2 separate regions of the Gossypium hirsutum genome follow, and region 1 is linked to region 2. The links are chromatin contacts, called in public Hi-C maps. All regions are on one chromosome and are shown on one strand. The core of a region is the stretch at or near the end of the contact, and the rest is flanking DNA. Distances in the headings are between cores, read along the strand shown. Region 1 holds the start of LOC107916849 (probable stress-associated endoplasmic reticulum protein). Region 2 holds the start of LOC107938547 (histidine kinase 3).

Region 1 (6,399 bases), core at 2,570-5,069, 290 kb after region 2:
AGAGGCGTCCAACAAGGGGAAATCGAAGGTCATCGAGTAGCCGACTCGGAATTATTTTACCCAACATAAAGTAAGTCATTAAGCATATAGTTGGTATTAATTCAAATGGTCATAACATTTATGTAATGATGCTGAATGGAATGAATAAATATATATATATGCATGTACGTATGTGGTGATGAAAGTGTTGAATGAAAAGAAAAGAGGTGAGATGTATTGAGTTGTTGATCTCGGCACTAAATGTGTGGGTATAAACATTTATGACCATGAGATTGGCGCTAAGTGTGCGGGTTTAAATTGTGCAGCACTAAGTGTGCGAATTGAATATGTAGCACTAAGTGTGCGAGTTTGACTATGTAGCACTAAGTGTGCGAGTTGACTATGTAGCACTAAGTGTGCGAGTATGATTATGTAGCACTAAGTGTGCGAGTTGATTATATAGCACTGAGTGTGCGGACTTAATAAATATTCTTGAATCATTATGGACACTAAGTGTGCGACACTATTGAGTCGATCACGGATAGCGGATCGGGTAAGTATCTTGAGCTCATGGCTAATAGGTGCTATGTCTATATTTGGAGTTGAGCTTGGTAAGTTTGAACCCATGTGACGAATATACTTGAAGTCACGTACATAAGATTTATCGTGGAATGGGTGAAAGGCCGTTTAGTTGTATGATTGTAACGAAAATAAAATGATTTATGAAAATGCCTCGAATATCCTATTGATGAGTATATGGAATGTGAATGCATGATTTGGTATGAGATTGAACCGATAGGTCGGAGGAACTATGGTATGGTTCGGTATGGATGGAGTAACTAGCCTCGTTCCATTTTGTTTCCTCTTGTGATAATGTTATTAATGGATGGTAGTGTATTGCTTATGACTTACTGTGTTATAAACTCACTCGGTGTTTCCTTGTCACCCATACTAGGTTTCTTGGACTCGTCTCTTTTTGCGTGGTCGGGCCGTCATCGAAGTCATCACACCGGATAGCAAGTTTTGGTACTTTTTTCTTAGTTGGCTTAGGAGAACATTTCGGCATGTATAGGCTATTATGTTGTGTTTGAACTTTGGTATGTAATCTTTTAGCCATGCGAAAATGGCATAAATGTTCGGTTGGGTTTGGATTCATACGTTAGGTCGTAAATCTTGATAATTCGACCTTTTTATGCCATACGTCATGGTTGATTATTTTGGTGTTAAAATTCATGATATGGCAATAGTGTAGTAGGGGGAAGTTTGACAATGATTAGCCTTTGGCATGGTTAGTCATGATCATAATTTGTGATATGCATGATGAATTATTAGTTAGATCAAGGAGTAAACACGAAGTGGGCATAGTTGCTTTCGTAACAGATGCTGGCAGCAGCAGTGACATGAGATTGAAAAATCACTAAAAATAGTAGGAGTGGAATTAATTGATGAATAAATTATGTAATCGAAGTTCGATGAGTATATTTTCATATAGAAGTAACGAAAAGATCATATGGACAGTATGTTAAGAGATAAACAGGTTCTCGTGGGACAGGGCCAGAACGGTTTCTGGATTCCCTTCTCCAACTTTTGAAATTCATTATAAATTAACCAGAGATAATTAGGAGTCATACCATATATGTATAGATTCCTCTCTGAGTCTAGTTTCTATAGAAACAAACGGCATCAGTATTGAAGCTCTGTACAGGGAGATATCCAGGTCGTAATGCGCAAAGGTCAGCGTAGTCGACCCCAGTAACATGGGAGATTTTGACTACTAAACTGTACTAATTGGCCTGACCAAAAATTCTAGAAAAAAATATGTAGATGGGAATATGAGTCTAGTTTCAGGGAAAATTCACGGAACTGGATTTCGAATTCCAGAGCTCAAGATATGATTTTTAAAGCGACTAGTACGCAGATTGACAGCTTGTCTAGAAAGACTTTAATAAGTGGTTTAAAGTCTGTTAACACCTCGTGTTCGACTCCGGCGACGGTCTCGGGTTCGGGGTGTTACAGCCTATAACAATAGCTACCAATCGAGTTTGAAAAAACACCTTATGAGGCTCTGTATAGGCGAAAGTGCCGAACACCCTTGTATTGGACGAAACTTAAAGAGAATCAGATTCACGGGGTCGATTTGGTCAAAAAGACCGAAGAGAAGGTTAAGGTGATTCGTGATTGCTTGAGAGCTGCTTCGGATAGACAGAAATCCTATACAGATTTGAAACAAAAAGAGATCGAGTTTCAAGTCAGTGATAAGGTTTTTTTAAAAGTATCCCCGTGGAGGAAGGTCCTTAGATTCGATAGAAAGGGCAAGCTGAGTCCTTGTTTCATAGGACCTTATGAGATTACTGAAAGTGTAGGGCTTGTTGCCTACCAATTGGCTTTTCCCTCAGAATTGTAAAAGATTCATGACGTGTTTCATGTTTCCATGTTACGTCGATATAGATCGGATCCTTCACATGTGATCGCACCAACTGAAGTTGACATTCAACCGGACACAACTTATGGCGAAAATCCGATTAAGATTTTGGCTCGGGAGGTCAAACAATTGAGGAATAAAAGTATAGCACTCGTGAAAGTTTTGTGGCATAGACATGGAGTCGAAGAAGCCACATGGGAACCTGAGGAGTCCATGAAAGATCAATACCCCAACTTATTCACTGGTAAGATTTTCGGGGACAAAAATCCCAAAGAGGGAGAATTGTAACAGCCCAATTTCGGGCTTAGTTGGAACAGTGGTTTCGGGATCACAAATTCGAGGCTTAGAAATTATTTTTATTATTATTTTGGTGTCATAGTATGATTATACGAGTGTATGAAAATTTTGGTGAATTAATTTTAGCGTTTGTGAGCTTAATTGCGAAAAAGGACTAAACTAGTCTCTAAACTTTAAATTATTTTAATTGCATCCTCATATTGATAATACTCATATTGATAATGATATAAGAGTTAATTGTATTATACATCCCCAAACTATGATCCTTATTCTAAACTAGTCTCTAAACTTTAAATTATTTTAATTGCATCCTCAAACTATCAATGTTATATCAATCAGGTCCTTCCATTATTGGAATCGTTAATTTAACCATTAACTGACATGTAAAATATTATATGACAATTTAAAATGAAAATTTAAAAAAAATTAAATAGTTGTTGGATAACTTTTTTTAATTAAATACTAATAAAAAAAAGTAAACAAAAGAGAAAGAGAGAGAGTGAGAGTGAGAGTGAGTGAGTGAATGAATAGCTTTTATAAAAGCTTCGAAAACCTCAAAACTAATATTTACAACATTCATTTCTACAATATTAATTTTTCTTTAAAAATTTTTCATTTTAAATTATGTCACTTTAATGGTTAAATTAATAATTTTAATAATGGAATGGCCTTATTGATATAACATTGCAATGGCGAAGCCAAGGGGCTGGCAGGGGCCCCAACACACTCTAGAATGGAAAATTTTTCATTTAGGCCCATTTATAATTTATAAAATTTTAAATTAGCAATGATAAAGTTGCACTTTGGCCCCCAAAAATGATTAAAAAATTGTATTAATGCTTTAAAAATTATAAATATATAATGTATTAAAATGGTGAAATTGTATTTTTACTATAGTAAAAATATACAATTTAATTCCGCCCCAAAAAAAATTATGGCTTCACCCTTATAACATTGATAGTTTGAGGATGTAACTAGAATATTTTAAAGTCTGATGACCAATTTAAAATAAGTTATAATTTGGGGATGTTTGATGTAATTAAACTCATTACCATATCCGAAACGTTTTCACTAATTATCCATAAAAGAAACATCTTTCTCTATTGCTAAAGAGACAAAATAGGAAAACGGGTTTAACACAATTATTGAAACTAAAGCCCATTGATCTGCCCATTTAAACAAAAAGGTATACGTATACCAAGCAACCAATTAGATCGCGCCACGTTTACCAATTTGCGTGAGCTAACCAATCAGGACGAAGTCCATGACCCTTCATTTTACCGTATAATGCGGATGAATTAATCAGCAGCATACATAGCCCCTTATAACGACAGCCCGGGATATTTTCGCGAAGCGAGGAATAACCCCCCCCCCACCAAAAAAAAGAAAAGAAAAAACACACACCCAAGGAAAAAATCGTCGCCGTAAAAGAAAGAGAAGAATTTCGCCTGAAATTTCCTTCGCTTTCTCGACCGGCTACCTCGTCTCTCCCACATCATGGTAATCTTTTGATTTCCTCTTTTCTTTCTTTCTTTTTTTTTGCATATTATATGAATCGATCTGAGCTATGCTTTCTTACGCTTCAATTTATCTTTTTCGAATTAAACCGGTTGCACACTTATATAGATTGTAGATCTCAATTTAGCATAATTATGTCCTCAACAATTTAATCATGTGCTTGTTCGAATTTTTTTTTGAATGAATTAGGTAGACGGACCTTGACTCAACCCTTTTACTACTATTCATCATTTTATTCTCAATATTGAGTATTTGTGAATTTTGTTTCTTTTCTTATCAAATTTCGAGTTATAAAAAAAGTGGGAAAAGTAAGAACACCAGTGTTTTTCCTCCAGTATAATTGTTAAATCCATCAGCATGATCGAAAATATGCATAAACTATTTCTTTTTTTAAATCTAAATTTAAATGGGATCCCTCTGATCTGGTTTGTGCAGACAACATCAAGGCGCCTTGCAGACAGGAAAGTGTTGAAGTTCGAAAAGAACATAACAAAGAGAGGAGCTGTTCCTGAAACAAAAAAGGGGAAGGATTATCCTGTTGGCCCTATGTTGCTTGGGTTCTTCGTTTTCGTTGTCATTGGATCATGTAAGATTCCTGGCTGCTTATCTTTTCACCATTATATGTCCTTGGATATTTAGCATTGACTTTTGTTGTACCAAATACAATACTTGATTTTGCTACCGATATGTTCAGCACGTTCTCATAATGTGTGTTGTTTCACCGGTGAATATTCTAATTTTGTTCGGTATGGACCTTATTAGCATGATATTTGGGAACTTGAATTTTAAAAGATGAATTTATTTTTCTAAAATGGTGTTAGTTGTGTGATAAAACACATAAATATCATGACCTTGCAGCACTGACTTAAATCTTGTTTTTTTCATCATCTGTTTCAGCTCTCTTCCAGATTATGAGGACAGCGACCAGTGGAGGCATGGCATAAGGCTGCATATAGCCCATGTTAAAAAAAAAAATTGCAGAAGAGACTTGTTATGTTCTTTTTCTATAGTGTTGTAGCGAACTGATGATATAATATGTTTACTAGATATGCGTTGTAACTCATGTTGTGAAGATTTCAAAAATTTAATTAGATCAGATGAAATGGGCCACAAAAGCATGCCTCTCGTGATGTTAAAACACAATAGATACACCAGATGATGTGGTTGTTTAATGTTGGCACCATTCATGGTTTGAAGTTTTCAATTGTTTGATTCACACCTCATGTTTTGAGAAATATTTACCATTCAAAATGTAGAAAAATCGGAGTCTTTGTTTAAAGAAATGCATTGAGAAAGGGTGGATGCATAGAACCTTTCAATGAGATCATGCTTTTTCAACTCTCTCAAAATGGAATCTATTCCAAACATATATGCCATGGTTCCTTAATTCAACAGGGTACAAATGCTTAAATTTGATATTTTTAGATGTTTTTTCAGACTTCTTGTCGATATTAAGTAGTAGTCAAAATTTTGTATTCTTTTTTCATGGTATTATGCATGAATCAGATATATCTTGGCAAATTTTTCAAAAAAAAATTGTCTTCCACCAAGGAATTTGATAAGTGAGATTTTGAGTAAGTATTTATATAATTTTCTTCTCTAAAGAAATGATTCATCAAAATAATAAGTCACCATTAAAATTGGCCCGAGCTGGGGAATGACTAATATACAATGCAAAATAGATCTTGTTCTATCATTGATAAGAGAAATATTTATGAAAAATACAAATTGTAGTTTGAAGAAGAGGAAGGAGGAGTACTTGGCCCACAACAAATAGAAGAGGATTTATTTAATCACATAGTTTGGGCTCCTAAGATTTGGCGCCCTTGGGGTTTTCTATTTGATTGTATCGAAAGGCCCAATGAATTAGGATTTCCCTATTGGGCGAGGTCATTTCGAGGCAAACGGATCATTATGATGAAAATGATGAGCTTCAAGAGAATGATTCAACATTCTTGTAGAGTGGAACCATGCACTACCAAGCACAAGATAGATCTTCCAAAGAACATTCATGATTGGAGTGACAGCTTTAGTTATTACAGTAAGGTTGATCATTTAGTTGACATTAAAGATACTTGAAATTTCATTTCTAATAACACCTTTTTAATTAGGGATAGTAATCAGGACCATTATTCCATATATTTTAATAGTGAAAAACAACTTTTTGAGCTTAACAATGATCA
Region 2 (6,307 bases), core at 1,828-4,327:
AGTGACAACACATCATCCAAGATTGCTCGTAGATCAAACTGCACTTCCTCAAGTTCTAGCTTGCCAGATTTGATTTTAGCCTGATCCAAGACCTCATTTATAAGTGCAACCAGAGCCTTTCCGCTAGCTTGAGCAGTTCTAACATAATCTAGTTGTGTAACATCTAAATCTGTGTCCATAAGCATATGCAACATTCCTGAAAGAAGTGTCTCACTGTCATGGTTAAGTAATCGATATTCTCTACTGGTTATTTTAATTTAATTTTTTTAAGCATAATACAATGCACAGAAATAAACTTTTATAGAAATAAATTAAAGCTTCAAGACACACCTAGAACACCATTCATTGGGGTTCTGATCTCATGGGAAACAGTTGCAAGGAACTGCAAAACGGTCACAATTAATTAGGACCAAATGTCTGTAAGAGGTCAGAATGCTTTAAGAGTATAACTCAGATGTCATATACCTGAGATTTGGCAACATCAGCTGCCTCAGCCTGCTTTTTAAGCTCCATCATCTTATGGCAGTCATCTTCCACCTTGGCAAGTCGATTTACAGTTGCATGGAATATATGCCCAACAAGTAATGCAATCACAAGGATGCCAATTGAAGTTGTTATTCCTAACCATGGCCATGGTGGCTTTTGCTTAAACCTAGAATAAAGACAAAATTAATCCATGATTTATATTCAAGTTACTTTATTTTTAAAATGTTTTGGTTTCTTGAAGAAAGAAGGAAAACAATTTAGAACCTCTCTTGAAGATTAAACAACCTTGTTTCATGGGTGTAGATAACAGTCCATGTTATATAAAGGTTGACACGCACTTGCAAAGGCCCATATCAAAGAGAAGGTGAAACCTGGGCAATCAAAAATCTATGAACTACCTGCAGCGCATCTCATGCTTTCTGAATGGATCTCCAAAATTAAGAAGGCTGACATGCTCCAACCCGTCATTTGATGCGTTTGAGCCATACATGCTGATAGGGTACGACTGATTAGTTGTATCCAGCACATTCACAAGGATTGTTTGTTTACTTGCAAGCTGTTGTAGCAACTTCTCCACAAGTGACTCAATATCAAACACTCCACCAAGATACCTGATTGAGATCATCTTATCAGAGCCATTAACTAGAGCATCCTATCAGGGATCTCGTTTAAAAAGAAAAGAGCTTGGTTCACCCTTTTTAACAAGGCATTATTTTCATTGATGTCTGTAAGCTATTGCAGCTTTTACCTTTTTCATGTATGTATGTGGTTTCAGAGATGAGAAGCATAAGGAATTTATCTTCCCATTAATTTTTATAAAAGGAGGAGACATTTGTTGGACATTCCTACTTTTTGATCATACTGAAAACATACCCGACAGTAGCTTGAATCCTCTCAGTAGGAGTTGCAGTCAAGGGCAGATCCCTCTTGTAGACCGCAAATGTCAAAATAACTCCAAGACGATTTGTTTTGAGTAGCCTAAATGGAGCTGTTAGCACCCCTTTTCCTGATTTTCTTGCACACAATACATTCTTGCTATCCTCCTATCGGTACACAAGAAATTCAGTATTCATAACTGAAGTGTGTAATTAATAATGAATTCAAAATTCTTGAGAGATTGAAAATATTTTATTCCTCCTAACTGGAAAGTAGTACAATTAAATCTTCAGTCGAGTTAAGCTTAATACAAGTGATCCAAGGAATCTTGGGTTTCTCAATAAGCTTTTAGATAGTAAAAGAGCTAACCTGTCCTGACAGCATATCAAGAGAAACCACATGTGATACGATATCCTGCGCAAAGATAACAGGAGCATATTCTTCCTGAATTGGCGATGGCTCTAAGAGGTCAGGATTGTAGTCATCCTTATGAACTGGGTTTTGTTCAAGGGTATCCATCCTCTTAATAGTCCAGCCCTGTTGCTTCTCAAATTGTTCCCTTTCCGAGTGGAGCACCCTTACAGCATAAGCCACGCCACTTGTAAGAGGTCTCTCAAAAGCAGTTCGTTCCGTATACCTCGCAAAAGTCCTCTAGATGTGATTAAAGTGAGTTCCCTTTGTTATCCAAAAAAAGAAGGATCATAATTCCTAACTACAAACACTCAGACCTGGTTTGGCTATCAAGTTGACAAGATCATTACTTGATAAACCGATCCTGATCAATAAAGCAAAGGAAATGCATAATCATCTATCTTAACTAAAAGTTACAAGATGAGGATATTAACTTACCTGATCAATAGCCGAGGGGGTTTTGCCATGGTGGAAAGTTGAGATAAAAATGGAGATGGCCTGGATATGGTTCATGCTTACATTAAACTGATCCTGCAGCATCCTAGCTCTCTCATCACACATGCTAGCCAATGTCTCCTTCCTCTTTTCGGTAGCTTGAAAGCTCATATAATAGAGTATAGAAATAGAAGCCAAAATCCAACCAATTATCCATGAAAACAAGAGCTTTCTCCACCAAGTCTTGCTAATTCTCTTGGAACCCACATACTGGTAATATTGATGGTGGATGTTGAAGCTATAGTTTGAGAACTTGTCCCAGAATTTCAACCACATCTTACTACCACTATGACCAAGGAGAACTGTGTCAGCGTCCTTAAATTCACCATTAATGAACCAGTTCATGGAAATCATAGATGCTACCCAGCAACATAACATCCAAAGCAGATGCCCCACCTTTAAACCAAACCCAAATACATGGAGCAAACTCATCCAAGAAACAGTGACCAATTGTGGGTCTTACTTCCTTCTTAATTCCAGCTAAAGACAGAGACCCACTGTCAAATCTATAGAAACTGTGTAGTAAAATTCTGCATCAACAGAAAAGAACCTTGGGATAAGATGAACCCTCTCCCAGCAAACTCCAAATTTACCATGTGACAGACTGTAAGGCCTTGGACCGTGAGAGAAAGAAAAAAAGATGCTATCTTATCCAGCAATATAGCTTTCTAACTGAGGATGGCAAAATAGAAAACCCAGAATTGAGGAAGATAAAAGGAAATTTTTTCACAATAACCACAAAAAAGAATCAAAACCCCCCACAAGATTCTGAGTTTCTAATTACAAACACTAATTATATATTATACTACTGCAACACTGTAGTGCCGGTACTACCAGTATATTTTATTAATTTTTGTCTTTAAATATAAAATAATATAACAAATGAGAAATTTTCTTTTTGCTTTTTTTGTCTAAGTGTACAACTTCTACACGCTTTTAACTCTCTATTCTCGGGTTGGCTGTACTTTATGATAACAAAAGTACCCTTTGCTGCTCTGCATGAAAACAAATTTCTATACCAATTAACATAATTTCTTTTTCTTTTTTATTCGACTTTTGTACCCATTTTTGAGATTAGGAGCCCTCTAATTTTTCGAAGTTGTCAAAAACATTAGATCAAGAAGACGATAGAGTTTTTAAGAACTTGCTTCATTGAATTAAAGGTAGCAATAATTCCTATTTTGGATTATTGAATTTAGGGTATACTAAACATACAACTCGGGTTCTTTCATACGGTAAATATTATTTTTCTATTAAAATTATCTGATTAAAAATATCAAAAAATTGTTCTATAATAACAAAATTTAGTCATTAATTTTTATACCCTATTTTTTAATTTAGCATATACTTTTTATTTGAAGCAAAATAACCCTTAATTTTTAGTACTATTTTATCTTATTATCACATCTATGTTTTATTTTTAAATTTAGAACTTCTTTTATAATCTTTTGACACTTTTTTTTTATAATTTTTGGAATCATAATTTTTAGCTTAAAATATGCCATAATTATCTCTAATATTTATAAATTTAGAATTTAATCCCTATACTTTTTAATTTTAAAATTTAAGTCTAATTATTGAAATTATTAAAATTATTGTGTTAAATTTAGATTCATTAGAATGTTATTTTTTAGTTACATTGCAATCAAGTGAATATTTTTATTTCAAAATGTCACATTAATAAATTTAACAAAACAATTAATATAATTAACAATTGAATTTAAATTTTAAAATCTAAAAAATAAAAGATCAAACTCTTAAGAATAAAATACAAAAACTAAATTTCAATTTTATGAACAACACAAGTCTTTAACCTAATTTTTACTAATGCTCTACGATATTTTAGAATTTTTTGTTGTAATAAAATATAGATAAAGTAGTGTCATGTAAATGATAAAAGTTGATAGTAAATTGCTAGATGGTTAATTTAGTTCAAACAAAAGAGTAGGGAAAAAATCAATGAATGTGTAAAAATTAATGGTTAAATTTATTGTTATGTTTTATATATAAAATGTTAAAATAAACATTTAATAGCATAAATTTAAATTTAATGAAAGAATGAAATATATAAAGACTAATTTACCCATTGTTATCTTGAATTAAGTATTAATTTTATATGTATATCATAAACTTTTAATTTATCTAATTATATTTTTTTGGTTAAAATGTGCCAATAGTCCTTGTACCTTTCAAAAATTAGGAATTTAGTCATTATACTTGTATTTATAGAAATTTAGTCTTTTTACTTTTCAGATTTCAAATTTTAGATCCAGCTATTAATACTGTTAATTTTTTTAGGTTAAATTTATTATTGTGACATTTTAAAATAAAAAAGTACTCACTTAGTAGCCATGTTATTAAAAAAGAATGTAATTAACTTGAATTCAACTAAAAAAATTAACCGTATTAACAGTTGGACTTGAATTTTAAAATTTAAAAAGTAGATAGAATAAATTTCTGAAAATACAAGTACAAAAACTAAATTTCAAATTCAATTACAATTACATGTTTAAAGAATCACAAGTATCAAATTATTACAACATAAATTGTATAAAGAATTAAAAAGTAGAATCAAACTATTACAATACGATCGGACTAAGAATTGATACAATAGAAACTAAAATTAATTCTTATTTAATTATATAATTGTGAATGATAGATGTTAAACTTAAATATTTAATACACTAACCCTTCGCTTTTGTGAATAGAAATGCATGCATATTTGACTTTTTAAAATATAAACTAATTTTGGTGGATTGGATTGGAAATGAAAGAGATAATAGTTGTTGTGGCTAAAGGAGAAAGAGAATGTAGGGAGACCACAGGGCTGTGTTAAGTTTCCAGCTTCGGAAACATGCTCAATCATCATTCTTCAAATTTTTCTCTCCTCTCAAATGAAGATGGATTAATAAATAACAAATTCTAATGATTGTTGGCAAAACAGTAATTAAGTGTAGAAAGCAGTGGCGAAGAGAAGGGCGGCAATGTCAGGAAAGTTGATTAGACCATCACTAATTCACTACTCCATTTTGCGAAAGCGATGTCCCACGTCAACGCACCGCTTCTCTATTCTACTTTTCCTTTATCCAATCATCCTCCACTGCGTGTCGTTTCTGTAAGGGGTCTTCGTCTTATTACGTGGCACCCGTGGGGTTTCATTTATTACACCCGTCTATCTGCCTGCCACGTTCTACGTTAAAAGTTGGAGTAAAAAGCTCGCTTCATATAAGAACAAAAATATCAAAATATAGTTCTTAAAAAAAAAAAAACTTAATTCTATCATTTCACTTCATTTTTTCAGTTTTGTAATTTCTTCTTCTTCTTCTTTTTTTATCTCAATTTGATTATAGTTTTTAGTTTAAATAATTAACTGACATTAAAAAATTGAAGAGGTCCGCATAGTAACTTTTTTTATTTTTATAAAATATATTACTTAAATCATTTTTTATTTAAAAATATATTTATTAAAATTAAATTTAATTAATAAAATTTTTATTCTTTTAATTCATTTGCTTCTCACGCTCTCTTTTTCTCTCCCCAACTTTTTCATTTTCTTTACCACCCCATTTTTTATCAACTTCTTCGTCTTTTTTTTACAACACAATCAATCATGGCTAAAATTTTCTTGTCCATTTCCAGAGCCTTATTCATATCATAGCTATCATCTTTATACACACACAGAAAAAGAAAGGCATCAAAAAGGGGTAAATTAGCCAGCAAAGTAGGTCGGTTTCTCCCAAATTTAGAGAAATAAACTGATTTTAGAGAGAAATTAAAAATATGTCTAGCAGGAATTTTTTTTGTGTTAGGTGTTAGAAATTTCGGGAGACAGATTTATTTGCATTTGTATTCGAGGTAGACATTGTGATAGTTTTAAAATATATTTTAGTTCTCAAAAACCTACACATTTCATCTGCCTTTAGGGATGAAACTATCATCTTAGAAGCCCATCGGATTGCAACTCAAGCTCCCAATTCACGATGATTATACAAACACAGGTTGAAGTATAACTAGGCTCTCAGTTAACGGTGGTTAAACA

Evidence for each region. A called contact is a pair of places that touch in the nucleus more often than the background predicts.
Region 1: a Hi-C map of leaf shows a contact between it and region 2, with 5 times the contacts expected there. The contact joins the promoter of LOC107916849 here to the promoter of LOC107938547 in region 2. A contact is called at or near these places in 15 of 34 Hi-C or Micro-C datasets (anther, callus, hypocotyl and 2 more).

Annotation. Positions count from the first base shown.
Region 1 is chrA01:94,327,526-94,333,924 of Gossypium_hirsutum_v2.1, forward strand. LOC107916849 (probable stress-associated endoplasmic reticulum protein) reads left to right here and starts at 3,820. Exons shown (of 3, transcript XM_016846215.2): 1 at 3,820-4,198; 2 at 4,652-4,802; 3 at 5,114-5,331. The coding sequence starts at 4,196. The coding sequence ends at 5,160.
Region 2 is chrA01:94,041,565-94,047,871 of Gossypium_hirsutum_v2.1, forward strand. LOC107938547 (histidine kinase 3) reads right to left here and starts at 3,078. Exons shown (of 11, transcript XM_016871742.2): 1 at 2,212-3,078; 2 at 1,732-2,013; 3 at 1,360-1,529; 4 at 885-1,097; 5 at 466-652; 6 at 331-382; 7 at 1-196. The coding sequence starts at 2,700.